Regions from separate parts of the Mus musculus genome. Here all the other regions are linked to region 3. The links are chromatin contacts, called in public Hi-C and promoter capture Hi-C maps. All regions are on one chromosome and are shown on one strand. The core of a region is the stretch at or near the end of the contact, and the rest is flanking DNA. Distances in the headings are between cores, read along the strand shown. Region 1 holds the start of Bckdha (branched chain ketoacid dehydrogenase E1, alpha polypeptide). Region 2 holds the start of Nfkbid (nuclear factor of kappa light polypeptide gene enhancer in B cells inhibitor, delta). Region 3 holds the start of Paf1 (Paf1, RNA polymerase II complex component). Region 4 holds the start of Zbtb32 (zinc finger and BTB domain containing 32). Region 5 holds the start of Rbm42 (RNA binding motif protein 42).

Evidence for each region. Promoter capture Hi-C pulls out the DNA fragments that hold promoters and counts their contacts. Hi-C and Micro-C count contacts between places; a contact is called where the count stands out from the background. Capture Hi-C pulls out chosen DNA fragments and counts their contacts.
Region 1: a contact with region 3 is called in a promoter capture Hi-C map of liver, with 3 times the contacts expected there. The contact joins the promoter of Bckdha here to the promoter of Paf1 in region 3. A contact is called at or near these places in 1 of 39 promoter capture datasets (liver) and 2 of 9 other capture datasets (adipose tissue and liver).
Region 2: a Hi-C map of neutrophils shows a contact between it and region 3, with 6 times the contacts expected there. The contact joins the promoter of Nfkbid here to the promoter of Paf1 in region 3. A contact is called at or near these places in 6 of 39 promoter capture datasets (the C10 cell line, cranial neural crest, embryonic stem cells and 2 more), 3 of 484 Hi-C or Micro-C datasets (B cells, bone marrow-derived macrophages and neutrophils), 3 of 115 datasets of contacts at active chromatin or transcription factors (astrocytes, bone marrow-derived dendritic cells and regulatory T cell precursor) and 1 of 9 other capture datasets (liver).
Region 4: a contact with region 3 is called in a promoter capture Hi-C map of liver, with 2.8 times the contacts expected there. The contact joins the promoter of Zbtb32 here to the promoter of Paf1 in region 3. A contact is called at or near these places in 4 of 39 promoter capture datasets (the C10 cell line, cranial neural crest, liver and 1 more), 1 of 484 Hi-C or Micro-C datasets (B cells) and 1 of 115 datasets of contacts at active chromatin or transcription factors (bone marrow-derived dendritic cells).
Region 5: a promoter capture Hi-C map of adipose tissue shows a contact between it and region 3, with 2.7 times the contacts expected there. The contact joins the promoter of Rbm42 here to the promoter of Paf1 in region 3. A contact is called at or near these places in 1 of 115 datasets of contacts at active chromatin or transcription factors (acute myeloid leukemia) and 1 of 9 other capture datasets (adipose tissue).

Annotation. Positions count from the first base shown.
Region 1 is chr7:25,657,462-25,660,161 of GRCm38.p6, forward strand. It overlaps Bckdha (branched chain ketoacid dehydrogenase E1, alpha polypeptide), which reads right to left and starts at 1,300. Exons shown (of 9, transcript NM_007533.5): 1 at 1,172-1,300. The coding sequence starts at 1,279. It overlaps Exosc5 (exosome component 5), which reads left to right and starts at 1,692. Exons shown (of 6, transcript NM_138586.3): 1 at 1,692-1,922. The coding sequence starts at 1,775.
Region 2 is chr7:30,421,963-30,424,662 of GRCm38.p6, forward strand. It overlaps Nfkbid (nuclear factor of kappa light polypeptide gene enhancer in B cells inhibitor, delta), which reads left to right and starts at 1,313. Exons shown (of 11, transcript NM_172142.4): 1 at 1,313-1,541; 2 at 1,673-1,733; 3 at 2,278-2,489. The coding sequence starts at 2,484.
Region 3 is chr7:28,391,732-28,394,431 of GRCm38.p6, forward strand. Paf1 (Paf1, RNA polymerase II complex component) reads left to right here and starts at 1,265. Exons shown (of 14, transcript NM_019458.3): 1 at 1,265-1,523; 2 at 1,938-1,967. The coding sequence starts at 1,477. Med29 (mediator complex subunit 29) reads right to left here and starts at 959. Exons shown (of 4, transcript NM_026042.3): 1 at 720-959. The coding sequence starts at 932.
Region 4 is chr7:30,591,604-30,594,303 of GRCm38.p6, forward strand. It overlaps Zbtb32 (zinc finger and BTB domain containing 32), which reads right to left and starts at 1,339. Exons shown (of 6, transcript NM_021397.2): 1 at 1,309-1,339; 2 at 1-362. The coding sequence starts at 265.
Region 5 is chr7:30,648,847-30,651,546 of GRCm38.p6, forward strand. Rbm42 (RNA binding motif protein 42) reads right to left here and starts at 1,382. Exons shown (of 10, transcript NM_133693.2): 1 at 1,092-1,382; 2 at 738-873. The coding sequence starts at 1,231.

The DNA of each region.
Region 1 (2,700 bases), core at 50-2,549, 2.7 Mb before region 3:
AGAGAAAAAGACACAGTTTCACAATGTAGCCCTGGCCTGGTACTCACAGAGATCTGTTTGCCTAAGTGCTGGAATCAAAAGCATACATCACCACACCAGGTCCTATTCTTTTTAAAAAGAATCTTTTGGGGGGTGCAGGGAGATGGCTCAGTGACTAAGAGCACTGGCTGCTCTTCCAGAGGAATTGGGTTCAATTCCCAGGACCCATATGGCAGTCCAAAACTGTCTGTATGTACGCAACTCAAGTTCTACAGAATCCAACATCTTCATGCAGACCAAACAACAATGCACGTGAAATAAAAATAAGTAAACCATTTTTAAAAATCTTTTTTTTTTTTTTTTGAGATAGGGTCTCACGTAACTCAACCTGGCCTCAAATGCCTCCTCTCCTACTTCCCAAGCGCTGAAATTACAGACATGTGTCGCCATATCCAGATAAACAAACACACAGGGCTAGGAGCCAAACTCTGGACGTGGCGCGTGCTAGGCAAGCATTCTACACTGTGGTGGTACATTGCCAGACCGCAACAGATTTTGGAAGTGTTATCCTGCCCTTATCAACAATGGATCAAAAGGGAATTCCGAGTTTTCTCCAGTGTTTTCAAGAAAAGTGGGCAGCCAAGCACCGTAGCTTACATCTGTAATGCCAGTACTTGGGAGGCTGGGACAGGACTATCTCCAGTTCGATGCCTGTCTAAGCATCTGGGTGAGCTAAAGGCCATTCCGGACTCGTGGGTGAGATCCTGTCTCAAAAAAATAACGTGGGCAAAGGGTCCTGTTTGAACTTGTAGCTCTCTTTGTCTCCCTTCATAATCATCTTGTGTAAAGGACAGTCATGGCAAAGTCCCTTGCCTTGCCTTTTGATCAGGTGGCATAGGAATCAAACCAGTTTCTTGCTCAACTCCCTTTACAGTTGGAATTTAAGCAATGTAGGACCCTATGAAAACCTGATCTGTCCTTTCAACCCCCGTCTCGTCTCCTTCTATCGAGGCCCACAAGTAGCTGCCTTGCTTTTCCTCTAAAGGGATTCTTCCCTTGAATTTCTCTTCAAGAAGTTTCTCGGACCTTTTCTTTCTTTCCTTCACAGCCCGCGGTGTCTCACACAATGTAAGAATAACTTTTACGTCTCTATTTCTCCCTAAGAAAGACCCCGTGGGGCTCAGATACTCACAGATCTAGCCAAGCCCCGAACCCCAGATCGTCCCAACAGGAGAAGAGCAGCCTGGCGCAGGCCACGGCTCGGCCTCCAGATCTTGGCCGCAGACATCACTATCGCCATCTTGGCTAATAACCACTCCTCCTTTCTCACAGGATAGACATACGGCTGTCCCACCAGATGCCTTATTCAAATAGCAGCACCGCTAGGCCAACACGCTATCTGCTTCTAACCACCTTGCGACAAAGACGCATAAATGAGTAAGGTGGCAATTTTTAGTCTCTAAAATTGCTCCGGTCGTCTGCTTCTAGTTGCTCCTAATTCAGGCAACTAAAAGGACAACTTAACTTGAACCTTCAGGGTTCAGGACCCGGAGCCCTGAGCAAAATGGGCCCTCTCCAAGTCCCTCCCCCTGTTCCCTGTTGTCCAATGGCTATGCCAGAATTGGGAGGTGGAGGTGGGCGGGACCAGATTGTTAGTAAACGCTGAGCCACGTGCTAGGGCCAACTCGGGCGTGCCCTAGACGGGCGCATGCGCAATAGGTACGCGGCCGGTAGAACTGCGCGCGCCGCTAAGCGGAAGCTACGGTGGGAGCCGCAGCGCGCGTGGTCAGCGGCTATGGAGGGCGCAAAGCGTGCAGACGCCAATTTACTCACTGACACCGGAACAGAGTCCAGCCCCCGAAGTCCAGTCTGCAGTCTCCGGCACTTTGCTTGTGAGCAAAACCTGCTGTCCCGGCCGGATGGATCTGCTTCTTTTCTTCAAGGTACGAGCCTCACCAAGTTTAACTCAGCGCGCGCCATCCTCACCGAAGAAGGGTTTTTGAAGAGCGGTTACTGTGTAGTATGTAACCAAGTACGCCCGCCTCCTTGAACTTATTTCTAGATGTTGAGTATACCCACCTCCCGTCTCGAGAAGAAATGAGTTGGCCAGCCTGGTAAATCCCTCTCAGAGGAGATCGAGAGCAAGACCACTCTCATAAGAGTGACTATCCCAGAATAGGTATTTCACCAAGGCAGATATTACCCTTCTCTAGATTTCTTTCTTTCTTTTATCTTTCTTTCAAGACTTATTTTATTTATATAAGAGCACTGTAGCTGTCTTCAGACACACCAGAAGAGGGCATCAGATCCCGTTACAGATGGCTGTGAGCCACCATGTGGTTGCTGGGAATTCAACTCAGGACCTTTGGAAGAGCAGTCAGTGCTCATAACCACTGAGCCATCTCTCCAGCTCCCCTTGACTAGATTTCTTGGGTTTTTGTTGTTGTTGTTGTTGTTGTTGTTTTCACTTTGTTGTTGAACTCACTTTGTAGACCAGGCTGGCCTTGAACTCAGAAATCCGCCTGCTTCTGCCTCCCGAGTGCTGGGATTAAAGGCGTGCGCCACCACGCCTGGCTTTGACTAGATTTCTTAAAAAACACTTCTAGATCCATACATCACCGGTTGAGGCTAAGGTGTTTATTTGCATAAATACCCTTTGAGACAGACACATCACCACCACTGGTTTAAATATAATTACTGTGGCAGATGATACATCTAAGT
Region 2 (2,700 bases), core at 63-2,562, 2.0 Mb after region 3:
AGTCCTTGGGAGTGTTGGACATCCTTGGGAGTTGGGGTGCAAGGACTGAGAGGCCTGATACCGGGGGTTCTCTAAGAGGACGAAGTGACCCGGACTCCTTCACCCAAGGAGGGGCTGCATTGCATCCTTGAAATTGCGGTTATGGACGCAGGTTTGGGCCTCGAAGGTCGGGCGCTGGACCTCAGGAGTCCACTCTGGTAGAGAGCAGCCCCGCCCTGGGACTTCCCAGAGCACCACTGGTGCAGGGTGCCCGGGCCGAACAGGAATTCCCCGTGCGCGGGGATTCCACGGGCGCCGCGCTTCGCTGCGTGCCCCGCCTCCGAGCCAGACACCTGCGGCGCGCGCGTGCGGAGCGGAACTGGGAGGTGGAAGATTCCCTTGCGTTAGCGCCGTGACGTCAGCGCGCGGCGTCTCGTCTCGAGGGTTTCCGAGTCAGTCCTCGGCTGACTTTAACCCTTCTCGCGCTGGAGTCTGAGCTGGGAAGTCTGGGCTGGGGATTTGCTCTTCTTGGGTCGAGGGAACCGGATTTTCAGGTCTCAGAGGAGACTGAGGGTCTGTACTCTTGGGTTCTGGGTGAATGGATTGTGCCAATGGGATACAGGGGCATCTCCGGGATGGTTGGTCCCTGCTATTCCCAAGTTTGCCGAGGTGGGGGCGGGAGCTTTGCGACTCCAGATCCCTGGATCATTGAGGAACTACACCGCTACTGATTTGGTGGATCCTGGCAGAGAGGCTAGAGCAAGAGTGGTGATCCCAAGACTTGGAGAGGAGCAACTCACCCTTTCCTGTGCTGAGGACTCTGGGCTTACGTTCTACCATCCACCCAGCCTTGCGCCCAGCCCCACATGTCAGATTCTAGAACAGAGAAACATTTTGTTGTTGTTTTGAGACAGAGGTCTCAGGTAGTCCAGGTTGGCCTCTCACTTCGTTTATAGATGAGTCTGGCCTTAACACCTGACCCTCTGCCACCACCTCGCTGGGATTGCAGGGGTGTGCCTCTACTCCTAGTTAAAACAGAGATATTGGGAACCTGGAAATGCCTTTTCGGGAAGTTGAGATTAGCAAACCCCAGTCCTCCACTCCTAGTGTTAGGACCTGGTCGCCTAGGTTGGGATTTTTAACGGATGTGGTGGTGCTTCCGAGGAGCCCGGTGTCTCCGGAGAAGATAGATGCTTCAGAGAAGTGCTAGCCTCCCCACTTCCTCAGTTTCCACTACGGTGGTGGAAAGTTGGTGCGGAGGAAAAGCGTGGAGGAAAAGGAAGGAAATGGCGGAGGCGGGGCCCTGCACTCAACATCTTCTGTTGGCTTTGTAGTTCTCCAGCTCGCTCGAAGGAAAGGAGGGCGCCCACATGCACTCCCAGCCACCCACCGCTGCCACCGAGGCTGCATTCGGGTGACTTAAACATTCCTGATGACTTCCTTCTGTCTTCCCACACACAGTGAGTCGGCCTGAGCGTAGTCACTGCCCAACACAGACGGTAAAGAAGCTTCTGGAAGAACAGAGGCGCCGACAGCAGCAGCCAGAGGCTGCTGGGGTGCCGGTGAGTCTCTGGAAGTCGCCATGTGCGCTGGGGGAGATGGGAGTTGTAGTCCTGACTCTGAGGCTCTGCAGGTGGGGGACAGACCTGGAAGAATCTTCCAGATTCATAAATTCATTTCCTTTACATTGCAGGGACACTTCTCCCCTCCTCTGGTCCAGCCACTGACTCCATCTGTGAATGAGGCAGAGCCAGGTAAGAATAAAGTTAGCTCCTAGCCCAGCTTCTCTTAGACTCAGGCATCCCAGCTCTTAGACCTTTGGGGACCGAGGAGTCAGGCAGCTCTCATTATTCTTGAGCCATATGGGAAATTTTGATGACCAGCCTGCCATCGTTGCACATGTCTATATTCCCAGTACTCCGGAGTTGAGGGGGGGCGGATTGCCATTGGGTTTGAGGTCATGTGGTTTTTTTTTTTTACTAGCAAGTTCCAGGCCACCTAGAGCTATCTAAGACACCTTGTCTTATAACCAAAACCCCTGGAATTTGACGTTGGTTTTCAGTAGCCCAGTAGTCCATGAATAGTGTCCTTCAAGCATCCAGGGTTTAAGACTCCAGGACTTCAGATCCCAGTTGCTTGAGATCCAGTAGGCCTGGCATCGCAGCTTGCTGATGCCCCAGGACTGGAGGACCCAGCTCCTCAGTGTCTCAGGACCTCTGGAGACTCCAGGTTTACCTTCCCTGGCCATGTCTCCAGGCTGTAATAACAGGCTGGTTCTGACCACCCTCTCTGTTTCAGGCCATACTCATTTCCCTGCCTTCCAAGAGACTGTGGATTCCGGACCTGGCAACCTGGCTCCCCCTTCAGGCTTTGCAGACTGGGACCCTAGCATCCATGCTACCTATACAGAGGGCTCTTTCCCATTCTCTGCTTCTGAAGGCTTCCTGACTCCTGATTTCTACCCTCCGTCAGACCCAGGCCGGTCAGGCCCATTTCCCCTGGTGATGGAGGTAAACTATAGGGTGGGGACAGATGCTTAAGGGCCCCTAAAAACTTCTCAGTGGTGCTGAGCCTAGTGGCGCAGGCTTGTCATCCCAGCTACTCCGGAGGCAGAGGTAGAAGGATCAAGACCTACCTGGGCTACAGAATGAGTTCTAGATTGCCCTAGCCACAATAATAGGACCTTTTTTTTTTTTTTCCTAAATAAAGGGAAAAAATAAG
Region 3 (2,700 bases), core at 15-2,514:
ATCTAGTCATCATGGACTGAAATGACACTTAGGCCGTACTTCTGCACGGAACTTAACCAGAACGGTTTCTCTTTTTACTCTTCTCCTCCTGCCTCCCCCACTTCCATCTAGTTTTTTGGGACAGGGTTTCTCTGTGTAGCCAAGGCTGTCTTGGAACTCAAAAGATTTACCTTCCTTTGCCTCCAGAAGGCAGGAATTAAAGGCTTGCACTACCATACACAGTTAAAATTGTCATTCATGCTGGGCATGGTAGCGCACGCCTTTAATCTCAGCACTTGGGAGGCACAGGCAGGCGGATTTCTGAGTTCGAGGCCAGCCTGGTCTACAGAGTGAGTTCCAGGACAGCCAGGGCTATACAAAGAAACCCTGTCTCGAAAAACAAAAAAAAACAAACAAACAAAAATTGTCATTCATCCTCATCTCCTTTCTCTCCACAGGGTTTCACTATGTAGACCCTGGTCGGCCTGGAACTCTATAGACCAGACTGGCCTCGAGCTCAGATCCGTCCCCCTCTGCTGTCCCAGCACGGGGATTAAGAACGCGCCACCACTACAGCTGACCGGAGCTTCACTTTGGTTAGACACAAACACAACACAGCTAGTCTGTCTTCTCTTCCCGACCTACGATCTCTCCTTCAACAAACAGCCCCTCGGCGCTCGTCCCCGGAGCCCGCCCGCCCGCCAGCCAGCCCCTCTTGCTCCCCGCGCAGGGCCCATCACCTGGAGACTCTCCTTCAGTTGCGGGATGAGCATCTTGTAGCGCTGCACAGGATCGAAGTCCTGCTGCTGCTGCTGCAGGAGCCCGCTCTGGGCAGAACCCACCAACTGGGTCGGTTGTGGCTGTTGCTGGGGACCCGGACCCCCGGCAGAACCCGGGCCTGACACACCAGACGCAGAGGAAACCGCTGCAGCCTGTGGCTGGGGCGCAGCCATTTTCCTCCGCTAGAACGCCGGAAATGCGTCATAAATGCGTCTGCTCCGGTAGCTCCTCAGCTTTTTCAGTTGGCTGACCTCCTAGTTAGCCATGCCTTACCGACAGATTAGCCAATGGGAGAAGAGGATATGCATTTTTCTCCGCCCTCCCAAATCCGAGGCCATGAGTGGAATATCTTTTCGCCAATCATAAGAGGAGTTCCCCCACGGCTCCGCCCCTTCACCCACAGCTCGCCAATCACTGTGAAGGACTGACCAAACTCTATTTCCCTGAAGGCCTTGCGGCCAGGAGCGACCTGTCTAGTCTTCTGCGTCTTGGTAGCAGTCGGAGCGGGAGCTGCAAGTCTGTGTCCGACGCTGTCTGTGCTCTTACTTCAGTCACACCCGAGCCCTTCTCGTCGGCCCACTTCATCCCCTTTCCCCGCGGAGCCCGGCGTCTACGGGAGCCTGTCCTTGGATCCGGCGTCTCTCAAAGTCGGTACGCCACTCAGCGTCCGCCTGCGGCCAGCGAGGACGCCTACCGCGCCGCCGTCGCCTGGTCGCGATGGCGCCCACCATCCAGACCCAGGCCCAGAGGGAAGATGGCCACAGGTAGGTCTCCTGTCACCTGCCGCTTCATTTTGTTTTGTGAGCTGCAAGCTGGGGACTAGGCCGAGGGGGGCTGCTTGCGACATCACTGATTCCCTCAGGTCGGCCCCCGAGGTCGCGCAGCGCTCACCCCCGATGAAGGGGCGGTCCCCCCTGGGCTCTGCGGTCGCTTCCTGGTCCCCTGCTATTCAATTTCGGAATTGCACCTTGCGGGAGGGAGTCAGACCTCAGTCTCCTTCAGTGAAGCTTCTGGATTGCTCTCCTCAGGGGATTGAGCATCTGGCTTCATGCTTTATCACCATCATCACCATCACTCCTTCAGAAATTCGGGGGCCGGCCTTTCCACTCACATGGCCAACTCTTGACATCTCTCTCTCTCTCTCTCTCTCTCTCTCTCTCTCTTCTCCCCGAAACCAGGCCCAATTCCCACCGGACCTTGCCTGAGAGGTAAGCTCCCAGCTCCGTTTTCCAGGAGGGGTGGAACACGAACAGGGGAGGCGGTTAGGGGGCCTTTTTTGTGCTTTGGAGAATCTCATAAAGTGGCCCAGACTGGTCTTTGTGCCCCAGTCTCATGGGTGCCGGGATTGCAGCCTTATGTGCCCAGCAGCACAGGCCTAGGGTTGTGTGTGTGTGTGTGTGTGTGTGTGTGTGTGTGTGTTTAAATTGTACACACCTTAGCTCTGAGTGGCAGTCTAAAGACATTTCCTTAGGCTGGACAGCAGGCACTTTCACCTGCTGAGGTATCTTGTCAGCTTGAGGCAGGGTTTGTTTGTATGTAAGTACACTGTAGCAGTCTTCAGACACCCCAGAAGAGGGCATCAGATTTCATTGCAGATGGTTGTGAGCCACCATGTGGTTGCTGGGATTTGAACTCAGGACCTTAACTGCTGAGCCATCTCTCCAGCCCGTTTGTTTTTTAAAGATTTATTATATGTGAGTACACTGTAGCTGTTTTCAGACACCCCAGAAGAGGGGGTCACATCTTGTTATGGATGGTTGTGAGCAACGATGTGGTTGCTGGGATTTGAACTCAGGACCTTTGGAAGCCGCAATCAGTGCGCTTTTTTTTTTTTTAAAGATTTATTTATTATTATATATAAGTACACTGTAGCTGTCTTCAGACACAACAGAAAAGGGCGTCAGATCTCATTACGGGTGGTTGTGAGCCACCAGGTGGTTG
Region 4 (2,700 bases), core at 89-2,588, 2.2 Mb after region 3:
CCCCAGGCTGTAGCTCTATACTCTCTCCATAGACAAAGGTCAGAATCTGAGCAAAGGTGGAAGGGCTTATGTCTTCAACCAGAGCCCACCGGCCCCTGCAGCCAAGCCTTGGGCTTGCACCTGCCAGCACTAGGCTGTGAGCCGGGAACTCCAGGCCCCCTACTGTGATCAGGGTATCACACAGTGCTGGCCGGAGTCTAGCCGCTAACTGTACCAACCTATCAGAGCCATATGGGCTGATTAGTCTTGTGGGGGTCTGGGGCATTGTTCCTGGCTAATCTACCAGTTTCACAGGCTCTGAGAGGAAAGCCACAATGGGGGATCCATGATTGAAGTGGGAGAGAAACCGCATACTCTCTGGCCTGTGAAGGGGAAGGGAGAAAGAGTGAGTGTCTGGGCTCAGATTGGTGCTGTCTGTCCTGAATGAATCAAATAAACTAAGCCAAAGGCCAGCTGTGGGGATGCCACACTAGGAGAATGCACACTGGGCCAGAGGTTAGGTTTGGGGCCTGAAGAACGACAGCCAGGCAGTTAGCAGAGGTATCAGATAGTGGGTTTAGGGCTGGTATAGTTAGCAAACACCCAGCTTAAGGAAGGTTTGGCTTCCCCAGGCTCTTTTGCAGGGAAAGCCTCTGAACAGCCTGGCCTTTTCCACACTTTGCATCAAACCTGGCATTTATGAATGGAGGAAGATGCGACCTCATGAGAGAGCTCAGACAGCTTTTGGGTCCTCCCCCAACATGAGCCCAGAAAGCCAGAGAAGGCATCAAGACAGCTCACATGGCAGGACAAAAGACTCTTAAGGCGTCACACAATTGTCTCTGCAAGACTGAAGCTTCTAGAATACACCCTCTGAGAAGGGATTGGAAAAGAGCAGAGATCTCCATCCAGTGGGTTAAGGGAGTCACACAAGAGTTTTAGAGAAGGCTTTGATGCCTGAGGAAGTGAAAGAAAGGAAAAAGAGACTGGGGAAAGGGAAGCTACTTCCTCTCACAAGGAGGATAAAGAATGGTTGAGTTCTGTTTTTCATAAGCCAAAAGACTAAGACTCAGAAAGTGCTCAACAAGTCAAGACTTTAATCACACATCAAAACCATCATGACACAGAGAGAGATAGCCTGCGAGTCTTAGCATCCTGCAGGCCTAGCTCGGTGTGGACCCTCCATGAGTAAGCAGCATGGTGGGGGAGGCAGAGAGAGGAATGAGGAACTACTTAGACACCTTGGAGTGAGGGATGCAGGGTGGCAGGAAGTAGAAAGAAGGTTGGAATGGAGGAAAAGCACAGCTGGGGAGAGGGATGGTAACTCACCTCTGTAGCTGCCTCCTAGTACCGCATGCTCACTACTGCTCCTGGGGTTCCTGCCCACCTACCCCCAGTTAGCTCCACCCCGTCCTCAGTCATCCCAAGTATTAGTCTGCCACAGTCCCCTAGAGGGGTGTGGCTTACTGTCTCTGCTTAGGACCTATAAGAGAGGCTACAGATCTACTTTTAACAACCCGGACTGCCTTGCCTCCTCAGTCTAATTCACTTGTGAGTTCTGTAGAGTCAAAGATGTGAACCTGTGGTGACAGGGACTTTGGGATAGTCAAGAGTTGAAGCCTCATCTCTGCCATTTACTAGTTGAGTCACCTTGGGCACGTCATCCCTCCCTCAGTCACCTCATGCATCAAGTGTCATGGTCTCGTCCAGAGGTGGGGGTGAAAATGAAGTGCCATGCATGAGGAAGCAGTCTGTGAGCACAACACAGCATTCAGCTGCTATTAGTTCTACATCCTGGAGGTGGCCATAGCAAGGAGTAGCTGGAAAAGCACTTGTGATACCTCAGAAGTGTAAGCATAGAAACACAGAATGGGAAGCAGCAGGCAGAGGAAAAGCCAAGGCTCCTCCTTTCCCTGGCTTAGTTCATCAGGCCCCCCTTCCTCTATGAGACTGACCCTTGTCCTCTGGACCACAGCAAAGACTAGGTGTGTGTGACTCAGATCCTCCCAGCAGACTCTGAGGGGGGCAACCCCAGGAAGCCTGTGGTGGTCTTCGAAGAGAAAAATCTCCTTTTCTTGGGCTGATGACAAATGACATTTCTCTGAAATCAAAACCAGGGGTTTCTTTCATTTTCTGCTCAAGGGGTCAAGGTCCCTAGAGATTTCCACCTCTTTTGACACCTTTAGCGCCCCCCCCCCATATGTCTTCTTCCTGTGTAGCTCAGGCTGGTCTTGAAATCTCTATCATCCTGTCTCAGCCAGTGCCACCACGCCCAGTTTTGATACTCTTTAAATTGAGGAAGGGATAAAAAGCCTTTGAAACTCAAATTTGTTTGTTTCCTTTTAATTTATTTTACTTATGTTTTGTTTTTTACCATTCTACCAATCTGATCCTAAGCTGCTCTTCTCATTCATGGCAGGTGTCTAATCTGTCATACATATGGAGTAAATACGGAGAGGAGAGACAGGCCAGACATTGGCTGGGCTGCTGTGGTGCCAGAATGAGCTGAGTCCCCTGAGGTTTCTCCCTAGCTTCTGGCCCCTCCTCGAGCCAATAACGAACAGTCAGATCTGTTTTTCCCCCTTGGCTCCAGGACTCCAAGATGTTCAGTCCAGCCTTCTATTACTCTATCCCTCCAGACCTAGGATGCCTTCCCTCCGATTCTAGCTTGGGTGCAGGCAGGTGGCGACCCTCCTAGATCAGACAGGGTGTGTCGGTGGG
Region 5 (2,700 bases), core at 132-2,631, 2.3 Mb after region 3:
TTCCCTCCACAATGCAAGGGATTGAACCCACGGCTTTGACATGCCAGGCATGAGATTATTACTAAGCTGCATCCCAGCCCACCTAATAACTGTGAACAGAATAAACACGTTTTCTCTGCTGGTGTTCCTCTAAATAGTTCCCCCCTGTTTCCTTCTTTCCTCGGCTTCTTTCTTACAGCTGACTATTAAGCACCTGGAATATTATCCATGAGTCTTGGGAATGACAACACAGATATACATTTTAATATTGTTTTGGTTTTTTTGTGGTGGTAGTGGGCTTAGAAAATAGGACTCTGCCAGGCTAAGTGCTCTACCACTGAACTACACCCCAAATCTGTGAATAAAAACTTTCAAGAGATTTTTTTTTTTGTTTGTTTTTCGAGACAGGGTTTCTCTGTATAGCCCTGGCTGTCCTGGAACTCACTCTGTAGACCAGACTGGCCTCGAACTCAGAAATCCACCTGCCTCTGCCTCCCGAGTGCTGGGATTAAAGGTGTGCGCCACCATGCCTGGCTCAAGAGATGTTTATATAGAATAATCTAACACTGCAGAAAGTTCTACCGGACAGGCACTGTAGAATATTAGTTTCCAATGGATTAAATATACTGTCTTGCATCCTGAGTCCCTGGCACTTAAGTGGTCATGCCAGCCAAAACATCAATCGCTGTCCATAGATAAGCCCTTATTGGGACCAAACCATTCTGTTCTCCCGACTCAAGCTGTAGCTCTCACCTTACCTGTTGGTATGTGTTGGTGGCGATAATTGGGCGGATCACAGGAGCTGGGGGGACCTGCATCGCTTCTACCGTGGGCACCGCAGGCACAGCAGTTGGGATTCCGGTCACCGGAGCTCCCAATACTTCTTGCTCAAACCTGGGGGAGCGGGACAGATACCATAGGTCAGGTCTCACCAAGCCTGAGGTGCTGGGTACTTCTCCACCGCGCCTTCATCCCAGCTAATGCCTCCCCGCATCCCTCGGGTCCCACGGCCCCTTATGGAACCACATCTCAACCTTCTGAAGACCTGGAGGCTACAGGGTTAATTGGGTTTGCCCGGGAACAGCTTTTATTTCTCCTACTCAGGGCCTTACAGGGCCATCTCCGCCTCCATTTCTTTCAAGCGTTCCTCGCCGCTCTTGCCCGGGATGCCGACACCAGGCCCCGGGACCACCGGCCCTCCCGCCACCGGGAGTCCCGGAGCCGGCCCTGCTCCGGCCATCGCTGATGCCATAGCCTTCACCGCTCCTTCCAGCAGCCGCAGCGGGTTCTACGGTCGAGTCCCTGTCGTCTCAGGGTGGGAGCCGGCCGATGACGTATGGACTACCGCGACGGATGCGCTGCGTGAGGACGTAGTTTAAGAACAGGGGCTGAGACTTGGCCACACCCCCAGAGCGAGCAAAAGCCAATTAGAGTGTCGGAAAGTCAGGGCCCCGGAAGGGCCTCTAATCTGACAGACGCGGCTGTACGGATAGGCCCCGCCCTCGTAGAGAAAGGTGGGCGAATGAGAGCGAAGCAACGTCACTTTGACCCACCCCGCTGTGGAAGCCGGAACTTTGAGGAGGCACGGAAGTTCGGAGGTCCTTCCAGAAGTTTGTAAACACTGCAAAGCCAGGGTAGGAGTCTTTTGCACTCGGTGGACAGATACACTGCCAGGGGTCAGTTCATTATTCTTTTTTTGAATAAAATTTAATTTTACTGACTACCTCCATGGTTTTCTTTTTTTCATTTTGGGGTTTGGTTTGGTTTTGAGCCCAGGTATGGAACTTCCTAGGTTGACATAGGCTTTCAAGTGCTGGGATTATGGATACAGAACAAAATATTGGCTTTTAAAAAAGATTTATTTATTATTATATCTAACTACACTGTAGCTGTCAGACACACCAGAAGAGGGTGTCAGATCCCATTACAGATGGTTGTAAGCCACCATGTTGTTGCTGGGAATTGAACTCAGGACCTCTGGAAGAGCAGTCAGTGCTCTTAACTGCTGAGCCATCTCTCCAGCCCCCCAAATATTGGCTTTTATACTAGAGATATCTAGAGAGAAGTGTGGAGGTACATGTCTTTAATCCCATAATTTAGGAGATAGCCATGCAGATCTCTGGATTTAAGGTCAATCTACAGAGCAAGTTCCAGGACAGCCAAGCTTAGGCAATGAGGGAGGTGGAAAACAGAAAGCTGGTAATAGAATGGGGTTGGGGGTGGGGTGATGTTCCAGCATGTGGCTCTGGCTTTAGAGTGAAAAAGAGAAGAGACTACTGGGACAATTGATGCTGGTTAGCTGGAGCTAAGAAATTAGCGGTGATTAAGAAGAGACCAGCTGAGCCGGGTGTGGTGGCGCACGCCTTTAATCCCAGCACTCGGGAGGCAGAGGCAGGTGGATTTCTGAGTTCGAGGCCAGCCTGGTCTACAGAGTGAGTTCCAGGACAGCCAGGGCTACACAGAGAAACCCTGTCTTGGAAAAAAACAAACAAACAAACAAACAAAAGAGACCAGCATCTGGGGCTGTAGAGATGGCTCAGCGGTTAAGAGTACCAGATGCTCTTCCAGAGGACCTGGGTTCAATTCTCAGCAACCACATGGTGACTCCCAACCATCTGTAATGGGATCTAATGCCCTCTTCTGGTGTGTCTGAAGACAGTTTTTTTTTTTTTTTTTCTTTTGGTTTTTTGAGACAGGGTTTCTCTGTGTAGCCCTGGCTGT